Regions from separate parts of the Sus scrofa genome. Here region 1 is linked to region 2. The links are chromatin contacts, called in public Hi-C maps. All regions are on one chromosome and are shown on one strand. Each heading gives the region's core, a stretch centred on a gene start, on an enhancer-like site or on the middle of the called end of the contact. The rest is flanking DNA. Distances are from core to core; before and after follow the strand shown.

Region 1 (4,775 bases), core at 1,218-3,717, 430 kb after region 2:
GGCACCCGCTCCCCATCTGCTCGTGACTCCCCGAGTCACGCTTTGCCAAATTTCTGGGTGGGGCCTCGTGCTCTGGCACTTCCCTCTCCAAACCTTGCACCCAGGCCTGCTCCCACGGCTGGCACTGCTGCAGGTGGGGCCCCTGTGCTTGAGATGGAGGCGCCTGTGACAGATGCTCACCCAATGCTCATGTTGTCCCAGGCAGCCTGGCAGCCAGGCTGGGCACTGGGCCCTAACCATCCAACAAGTCAGAGCTGTTCAAAACGGGGCAGAGACCACGGGGCACAACCACCATCCAGGCAGGGGGCAGGATGGGGAGAAACCTGCTGTTGGTGATGTGTTTTGAGAAAACTGGAGAAATTTGAATGTTGGCTATTATGAAAGGTGAACATTTATTGACATGGAAAAGCGGATTATTAACTGAAAAAGCATTTAAAAAAGGATGTGTGCACTGAACTCATTTTGGAGAAAATACCGATGGGCATTAATAGTGATATGGACTGGGTGCTGGGACATTTTTTTCCCCTTATTTTTGTGGATCTGTGTTTTCTCACACTTAAAAAAAATTTCTTTGTCAACGTTTTCCAGCATCTACAATGCACATACACCCCTTGTATTAAAAGCGTCTTTTTAATTAAAGTATGTTTAGTAAAAATCGCTACCCTGCAAGATAGCAACCCTGGGGCTGCCTGAGTCATGAACGGAGCCAAGGTCAAAGAGGATGGAAGAACCAGCCTCTCTGAGCCTTTGCTCCCAGCCTCGGCTTAGAACCTGAACCCCATCCGAGTTTGGTCCAGGATCCAGGAAGTTCTGATAACTGCAGAGTCAAAAACAGAGTTGACTCTGAGACGATGAGTGATTAATATATATATTAAAAAAAAAAAGAATCCCAGCCCGGGGGTTCTCTCCCGATCCAGCCCAGGCATGGTCCAAACCTCTCCGTGTATGAAAAAGTCTAACTCCATTTTAATAGTGGGTTGGGTGAAAAAAAAAAGCAGAATTTGAAAGATAAAGTTGTTAAACATGATTTTTTTTTTTTTTTTTCCTGCTTCTCACCTGGAGGGCCTGTGGGACCATCCAGACCTACATTGGAGCCCAAAGTGATAAGGACACTGAGAGACAGAGGATTTGGGATCAGAGAGGCTGAGATAAACCACATTTACTGCCCTGGGAAACCCGTTTCTCTGGGCCTTATTTCCTCTTTCAGGAGGGCGGAGAGGTTGCCGGGCCTCCCCTGGCATGTGGGCCTCTCACGAGAGACCAGCTGTTTGATGGTGGCTCAACCCTTCCGGGTCCTGCATGGTGGGCGGCCGAGATAGACGGTGGCCTGCCCATTTAATGGCATCCCATGGATGGAACCACTGCTGGGCCCCTGTACCACCCCCGGCCAGGCCTCTCCTGGCACCATTCCTTGACCTGGTTTTGCTTCTGTCCTTCAGCCCAGCCCCATTCCTTCCTGGGTCGCTCCTACACAGGGCTCTCTCCTCCGTGGGAGCGTTGCGGTGACAGGTCCCTGCTCCCCTGAGCTGCCTCCCCGATGCAGTGGGAGGGAGAAGGCAGAAGGTGGAGCAGGAAGGACAGTGTCCCCCCCCGGCAATTTTCCCATGCCATCCACTTCAGGAGAGGGCCACACAGCCCGTTCTGTCCTCAGGCTCTATAATCTAGCGAGGAACACATCTAGAAAGGATGCTATTTGGAAAAAATGTTTATCGTCCAACAGCTGCAAGGTTAAGGCCTTTCTTTCCCAGGACTGTTCCTTCCAGCTCAGCAGGTGAGCAGACACCTGCTCAGCTCCGGGCCACCAACTTGCTCATCATCCCACTGTTTCGGCCAGTTTAGGGCAAAGCTGATCTAGTTCTCTTCCTGGCTGGAAGGTGTGGCCAGGGGGCAGATCTGGGGCTGCCTGGCTGTGCTTGCCTTGGGCCCCGACACCTGCCAGCAGGTGCAGAGCAGGTGGCGCTGTTTTTATTTTCTGTTTATTTTTGTCTTTCTGGGGCTGCACTCATGGCATAGGGAGGTTCCCAGGCTATGGGCTGAACTGGAGCTGTAGCTGCTGGCCTACACCAGAGCCACAGCAATGTGGGATCTGAGCTGCATCTGCGACCTACACCACAGCTCACGGCAACGCCGGATCCTTGATCCGCTGAGCAAGGCCAGGGATTGAACCTGTGTCCTTATGGATACTAGTCAGATTCGTTTCTGCTGAGCCACGACGGGAAGGAATTCCATGCACTGTTTTTAAAAGTCAGCGATGGGGCTGATTATGATGGGTTCTTGGAGGAATTTGTATTTGTTTTTCTGGACATCTGTTCTCTAAAACTGATCGTATTATTTAGATGAAAATTAAAGTCAAGAACAGGAAGCCTCTTGTGGTTCCAAAATTTCTGAGTAGATTGTTTTGAGCCGGAGTCCGCTGGACTTTGTGTGCTCTGCTGCCCTCTTGTGGCACAGAAGTGACAGAAGACTCCTTCAGATCCCGTCTTACTCCTTTATCTGCTGGGCAGTTAGGGAGCCGCCTCTGGACGGCGTGTGGGGTAAGAGGGGCCCATACGTGGTCTCCACGTTCGGGAATCCGGGCTAGTGGAGGTGGTCGTTCAGGGAACCCAGGTCCTTAGCTGGCGCACAGGGGCTGGGGGACCTTCCTTAACCAGGGGGCAGGTGGCCGAGCTGGGCTGAGCTTCCAGTGGCCTCTGGTGACCAGAACCACTTCCCTTGTGAATAAAACGATAATCTCAAAATCAGGCCTCGCCCCCTCATTCTTCCTTCTTCCTTATCTCCTCGGTAACGGATACTTCTCCAAAGGTCTCTCCCTTTCCAACCCCTATTTTTTTTTTTTTTGATCTCTTTCTAGAGCTACATCCTTGGCACATGGAGGTCCCCAGGCTAGAGGTCTAATCAGAGCTGTGGCCGGCGGCCTATGCCACAGCCACAGCAATGCCAGATCTGAGCCAAGTCTGTGATCTACAGACTTGCCACAGCTCACAGCAACACTGGATCCTTAACTCACTGAGGAAGGCCAGGGATCGAGCCTGCAACCTCATGGTTCCTAGTTGGATTCGTTAACCACTGAGCCACGACAGGAACTCCTCCAACCTCTATTTTAATTCAATGAATTTTTATTATATTCACAGTTGTATAAGCATCGCCACAACCCAATTTTAGAATCTCTCCATCCTGAACCCTCAGTCCATTCCTCCCTGCCCCCCAAAACCAACCCCTAATGTAGTTCTGCTTCACTTCCTGTTGGGGCTGAATGTGTGCCCCCAGAACCTCCATTTCTTTTCCTTTTTTTTGCTTTTTAGGGCCACACCCGCAGCATATGGGGGTTCCCAGGCTAGGGGTCGAATCAGAGCTGCTGCTCCTGGCCTATTTCACAGCCACAGCAACGCCAGGTCCCCAACCCACAGATCGAAGCCAGGGATTGAACCGGCATCCTCATGGATAATAGTTTGATTCATTTTCTCTGTGTCACAATGGGAACTCCAAGAACCCCCATGTTGAAGCCCCAACCCCCAGGTATTTGGAGACAGGGCCTCTGAAGAGAAGCTGGCATGAAAAGGGAGTGGTTAGGTGGCCTTGATTCCGGCTGACTGGTGTCCTTAGGAGGAAACTGAGCCACAGACACACATACAGAAAAGGCATGAGGCCGCAGAAGGCAGCCATGTGGCGGCCAAGGAACGCGGCCCGGGAGCCACCCCACGGACACCTGGACCTGGGACTGCCGGCCTCCAGAACCGTGAGCAGTGAAGCGTCTGGCGTGTACGCCACTGCCGGTGCTACTTTGCTGCTGGCAGCCCCAGCAAGTGACCCCATCTGCCAACACGGTCCTCATTTCCAAGGATGGTTGTTGCATCTGAAGCTTTCAAGGACCCAACCGCAGAACCTCCTTCTGGGCCTGGCCGCGCGTTCTCCGTGGTCCAGAGACTACAAAGATGAACAGCGGGCCGTCGTCCTTTATTTTCATTTTCTCTCCAGGGTGATCTGTTTTTAGATGACAAGGTTCTCCGATGTTAACCTGCCCAGGGTCCCCCAGGCCGTGGGGAGAGGCAGGACTCAAACTCCGTTCTGCCTCCAAGGGGCATCTCTTTCTCCTGGGCTCAGGGCAGCCGGGGAGGTCCCGGGACGGGGGCTCGGACTGGGCCGCCGTCATGGCGAGAAGTCCGGTCTGTCCGCCCCGCTGCTTCTCGAAATGCTGGTTTGCCTTCTGCCTTCACACATCCAGAAAAACACTCGCTTCTTCTGCAAACTCTCACATGTACGCCCTGAGGCAGGACGTCAGCTCACATCCGCGCTCTGCCCTCGGGCTGCGAGGCCTCTCTGACAAGCCCCCGTCTGGACGGACAGACGCAGGCAGCTCGCGTACATTCTGGGCTCTGTCAACAGCGACTCCTACCCACACTGTTATTCTTTCAAAATACATTTTATTAGTGGCACATGGAATTTAAAGGGAAGCAGTTTCTTTCCAGAGAGAAGGTGAACCCTGACAGACTGAAAAACTGGGCGGCTATGTTACAGCAAGAAATACCATTTCCAGTGTAAAGAGACGTGAACAGGGAGTGACTTTGCTCACCACGCCGAGCACGCGTACACACCGGCTGAGCTGGGGGAACCCACAGCACCGGACTGTCCCGGACGGTGTGACGCCAGGGTCCTCTCGGCGGTGACTGGCCCTTCCTGGTGCAGGTCCCGAGCCCCATCGCTCACTAGGAGGACCCCGAGGGTCTGGGAGGCGGGGCTGGGCCTGATGAGCCGTGCGGGCAGGTGGGAACCTCGAC
Region 2 (4,873 bases), core at 1,510-4,009:
CATGAGGATGCAGATTCAATCCCTGGCCTCACTCAGCCAGTTAAGGATCCGGCATCGCCATGAGCTGTGGTGTAGCTCGCAGACAAGGCTCAGATCCCGCATTGCTGTGGCCGTGGCTATAGGTTGGCAGCTACAATTCCGATTCAACCCCAAGCCCGGGAACCTCCATATGCCGCAGGTGTGGCCTTAAAAAGCAAAAAAAAAAAGTCACAGATGCAGCTCGGATCTGGCATTGCCCTGACTGTGGCTAAAGCATAGGCTGGCAGCTGTAGCTCCAATTCGACCCCCTAGCCCAGGAACTTCCATATGCTGTAGGCGCGGCTGTAAAAAGGACAAAGAAAAGAAAAAAGAAAAAAAAAAACTGGATTCAAAGCCCCACTTCCCAGCCTGCTGGGTACAGAGTTTAAGCCTACACCTTCAGAGAGGGCAGATTAGAGACATAAGAATAGCTGGGACAGCAAATCCCAGGGCACATGAAAGCGCCTCTGAACCTTTGCTTCCTGATTCACAGATTAGGGATAATGAAAGGGACCTTGTTTGGTTATACAGTGTATTCAAGAAGGTATATAAAATACGCAGCCTTCCCCATAGACACATAGGAAGACCCCGATGCTTGGAATTCCAGACTGGGACCCACTCCAAAACACATAAATAAGAAATGGGAAACCAGACAGGACAGGATTCCCACAGAGAAAAGGCTTCCTCTCCCAAAAGGAAGAAAATTCACATCTGAGAAATTCCCTTTCTTGCGCTGTCAACCTCAGAGTCAGGGAAACAAGGAAAATGAGTGGTCAGAGAAAGAACCAACAAGAACCGGGGTGCCCTGCTGGCCTATCCTTCTGCCTGTGGAAGCAGCAAGCAGTTCCTTGGCTGGTGCAGGGCTGCATTTACAGAACTTGCTATGAAAGCACCAATCAAGCCCCAGTATGCAGTTCCCACCTGCCATTGGTACCAAGGCGCTCACCTTCATCTTGGCAGCCACAGTGTCCACCTGAGTGGAGTCGAACCATGAGTTCTGGCCCTTATAGTTGGGAGTGAGGTCTAGAATGACCCGGATGCCTAGTACAACGGGAGAAGAGGCAGGTGTGAGAAAGACTTTGCAGTGACGGGAAAAGTGGAAATCAACAAATACAAGTCAGTAGAGTACTTCCGAGGCACTACTTGGTACAAAGGCTCAGATTTGAACCCTGGCGAAACTCATTCCATGGAAACAGAAATGTCAGCAAGTGGGGGGCAGGAATGGCGTGTAATAGAGAAGCCTGAGCTCCTCACCCTCAAAGCAAACCCTTTTACAGGTAACACAAGATTCTACTTGGATTTTTTTTTTTTTCCAAAAGGCTTCACTCTTTTACAAGTTTTAAAACCACTGATTTAGCAAAAGCCTACATTTTGCAAATAAGGGCCCTGAAGCCCAGAAGTTAAAGAATTGCACAGCCAGTTACTTCCTCTCTGAACCATTTGACAAACCCATTTAAGGCTGAAGCCTGACAAACCTCCCCTGTGCCCTCCCTAGGAAAACTCTGAGCCAGTCAGATCATAAACTGACTAAACCAGATAAAAACCCTATCCTCCCTTTGCTCTGGCCAAAAGGCCCAGCCCTTCCTAGCTGCTTTCTTTCCAACTCTAGGACACCCACTCTTTTTCTTGGCCGATTGCAGGAGACTGTCAAAATCTTCCTTAGAACCGAAAGCGGGGTCGATCTGTTCCAAGTCGGTGCCTGCGAGGTCATCCTTCTGGTGCTTGTGAATTGGGCCCAGCACAAAACCTTTCACCTTCAGGGTGCTCAAGTAATCAAGATGCCCCTTCAGGCCTGAAATGGAGAAGCAGAGTTACAGTGAGGCCTCTTCCGAGGCCCCTGATCGTCCCATTCTCTCCAACTAAGTGTTGGGGGTGAGGCTGGATCACGAGACAGAGATGCTGATGTAAGAAGCCTACCACGTTGCTTCAGAAACCTGCTGCGACAGGCAACTGGCGCCGCGGGGGGGCAGGATGCTGAGTCAGCCGCCCTCGGGAAAGAGGGAGTGGGGGGGGGTGGCCTTCAAAGGAAGGAAGGAGCTACGTCCCCGGGAGCGGTCGCGGGTCCCGGGTAGGGAAGAAAACCGTAGCAATCAATCTAAGGACAGTGACCAGTAAAACCAGGGGAGCGCCGGGCAGGGGATGGGGGAGCCCTGAACTCACTCGCTAGGTCTCCCGCGTCGCGGCCCTGGAAAGCCTGAAGGTCGCCAATGCGGTAGAGGGCGCCCTTGTGCCACCAGCTCTGCGCGGGCAGCTCGCGGCAGCGTGGCGCCTGCACGATGATGACCACGGCGCCCGCCAGCATACCCAGCCAGCCGAGCCAAAAGAGCAGCAGCAGCGCCCAGCGGGTGCGCACCCAGCCGGGGCTTCCCGCCACCTTCAGCAGCTCCTCTTTAGACAGGCCCGTGAACTTGGCTGCTGCCGCGTCTGCCTCATCGTCGGCCACCTTAATCTTCACCAGACCATTCTTCTCGGGGCCGCCCGACACGACCACGGCTGCCCCAGACGCCGCGTTCATCGGCTGCTTCTCGGGTTCCAGCTCGTTCAGCTCCACTTCCTTCATGTCCACCTCGGTGTCCTGGCTCATGGTGCCTGCAGAACCGGCGACACGACGCAGCCTTCGGTCAGCGAGCGGCTGGACGCCTACCTGCCCGGACCTCCCGGTCCCAGAACGGCCTCCCAAGGCGGCTGGATTCCGCGCAGCTTCCGCCACAACGTCTGCGGCGAGGCTGTCCCGGCCCGACGACTGGGCAGGGGAGCCCCGCCCCGGCCCGCCCCTTAAAGTGGAACCTGCGGGACTGCTCTTCCGGGGACTGAAAGGGAGGGGTGGGGGGCGGCCTAGGGAATGATAGGAACTCGCCTCCAACTGCTGTCAAGTCCAGTTCCTCATCTCGAACCGCCTACCCCTAAGGTTCCTTCGACCTGGACACCAAGAATGCTGGGCAGGGCCACCTCGAGGTGGGTGAGTGTGGTTGGTCCAGTGCCCCGGTCCCCGCTGGCCCCTCTCTCCGTTGGAAAGTGAGCCTGTAGGCGACATCCAGCCCTTCTCACCCACTCCGAAGGTTGGCGACAGCCCTGGACACCATCTTCCATTTACTCCTAGCCCAGAGTTCACCCCACCGCCTGCTCTTCCCAACTCCGGTGGCCATCTGCACTCTGCCAGCGGCCCCTCCGCCCTTGCCCCCACCAGACCTTGTCTTCTCGGGCCTTCTGGGACTTGGCGCTAAACCTTCGCTTCCCCGCAGGGCTCACTCCCACGTGTCCTTCAAGACATTCTGAATTTCGTTCAAGTAATTCGTCATTCGGCAGCTATTTATGGAGCACCCACTACAGTTCGCTGCTTTATTAACTCTAATTGAATTACCCCTAATCGAGCCTTCTCCATGGTATTTTTCAAGATGAATCTGTTTGGACAGGAGAATGGCTGACACTCCCCGATTTACCCCACCCCCAATTTCTGGCGCCAGCATGTCGGGGTGCGAGAAGAGACTGATAGGCAACCTTGGGGCTGACTCAGCATTCCAGGGCTGGGCCTCAGCAAGAGGCTTCCACCTTTTCTTTACATCAGATCAGAAGATGCCATGGCCAGACTCGTTGCCTTCCTGCAGGGCCTCCCACAGATTAGCCCGATCTCCCCAGGCTGCCATGGTTCTCTTTCCTCTCAATTACTTCACCATGCCAGGCTCTGGAGGCAGCTGTTACTGCAGAGGCCTTGAAAGGGCCACGGAGGTCCTTGGATTGAGAGTGAGGTGAGGTTCACAGCAGGGACTGCCAGACATCAACACCCTTAGGTGCCAACGCTCTCAGGAACTTCTTGTTCCTGAGCAGTGCCAGTTGGGTTATTCTCAGAGAGGAGCTGAGGAAAGAAAGTTCTTTCACCCTGGGCTGGAAGCCAAGAGAGCTGTGTGTTTGGAAGAAAGCAGAAGCCAAGATCTGAAGAAAGAGTAGACAGAAAGGGGTGCCCGAGGAGAGCTGAGAGGGTGAAAGGCTCATCCTTTGCCATTCCCTTCCCTTTATACCAGAGCCCACCCCCATCTCCCACCCAGGAAAGCCAGAACCAGGTCCTAGAGGGAGGCGGGCAGGCCGGTAGAGGCTGGAGTTCAGACTTGTGTTCAGTGATGATAAGAAGTCCAAAGTGGCCTGCGAGTGCTAAATAAATACCAACCAGGGGCTCTGAACAGACGTTATCACCAGCACGAAAGCTCAGAGTTAAAAAAAAAGCTGTGGGGTCAGACGTCCTCCTTGAGATGGTGCAACACAACACCCCCAGGAACACAGTATCTCACTCGCAGACCCCTCACGGCTCCAGTAAGATGAAAACAATCCTTTCTGTATGCAGTGCAGAAGCTAATAACATACCTCCCCGAATTTATCACCCACCACACCTGCCACAGGGACTACCCTCCAGCGACATCAGCTTTCACACACGTGTCAGTCCCATAGCACACCCAGCTTTATCTTTTTTTTTTTTTTTTTTTTTTTTTTTTTTGGTCTTTTTAGGACCACACCAGGGCATGTAGAAGTTCCCAGGCTAGGAGTCAAATCAGAGCTACAGTGGCCCGCCACAGCCACAGCCACAGCCAAGCCTGATCTGGGCCACGTCTACGACCTATGGCACAGCTCACGGCAATGCCAGATCCTTTAACCCACTGAGCAAGGCCAGGGATGGAACCCGAGTCCTCATGGATACTAGTCAGGTTCCTTACCATTGAGCCACGACGGGAACTCCAGGCCTCTGTATCTTTGTACCTGACATTCCCTCTGGGTTCTGCCCTTCCTGTTCTGCCCTTCTGCCTCATGAGCTCTGATGCATTCAAGACCTAGCTCAAATGAGTGTTTCCCAGCTGCCCCCAAAGAA

Evidence for each region. A called contact is a pair of places that touch in the nucleus more often than the background predicts.
Region 1: a contact with region 2 is called in a Hi-C map of subcutaneous adipose tissue, with 2.3 times the contacts expected there. The contact joins two enhancer-like sites. A contact is called at or near these places in 6 of 47 Hi-C or Micro-C datasets (embryonic fibroblasts, heart right ventricle, mesenteric adipose tissue and 3 more) and 2 of 2 datasets of contacts at active chromatin or transcription factors (alveolar macrophages and skeletal muscle).

What each region holds. Positions count from the first base shown.
Region 1 is chr2:9,323,859-9,328,633 of Sscrofa11.1, forward strand. ASRGL1 (isoaspartyl peptidase/L-asparaginase) reads right to left here. Exons shown (of 7, transcript XM_005660800.3): 7 at 4,402-4,775. LOC106509330 (a long non-coding RNA gene) reads left to right here. Exons shown (of 2, transcript XR_001306766.2): 2 at 1-994. Among named protein-coding and RNA genes, the nearest start is that of SCGB1A1, 24 kb to the left of the region's middle. Within about 2 kb of position 2,468, at least 13 of the 83 cell types and tissues checked have an H3K27ac peak or open chromatin away from gene starts, as enhancers often do. A contact at or near this core is called in retroperitoneal adipose tissue and subcutaneous adipose tissue, where this site is marked.
Region 2 is chr2:8,896,647-8,901,519 of Sscrofa11.1, forward strand. It overlaps SLC3A2 (4F2 cell-surface antigen heavy chain), which reads right to left. Exons shown (of 11, transcript XM_003353809.4): 2 at 2,179-2,607; 3 at 1,637-1,810; 4 at 965-1,059. Among named protein-coding and RNA genes, the nearest start is that of SLC3A2, 20 kb to the right of the region's middle. Within about 2 kb of position 2,760, at least 75 of the 83 cell types and tissues checked have an H3K27ac peak or open chromatin away from gene starts, as enhancers often do. A contact at or near this core is called in retroperitoneal adipose tissue and subcutaneous adipose tissue, where this site is marked.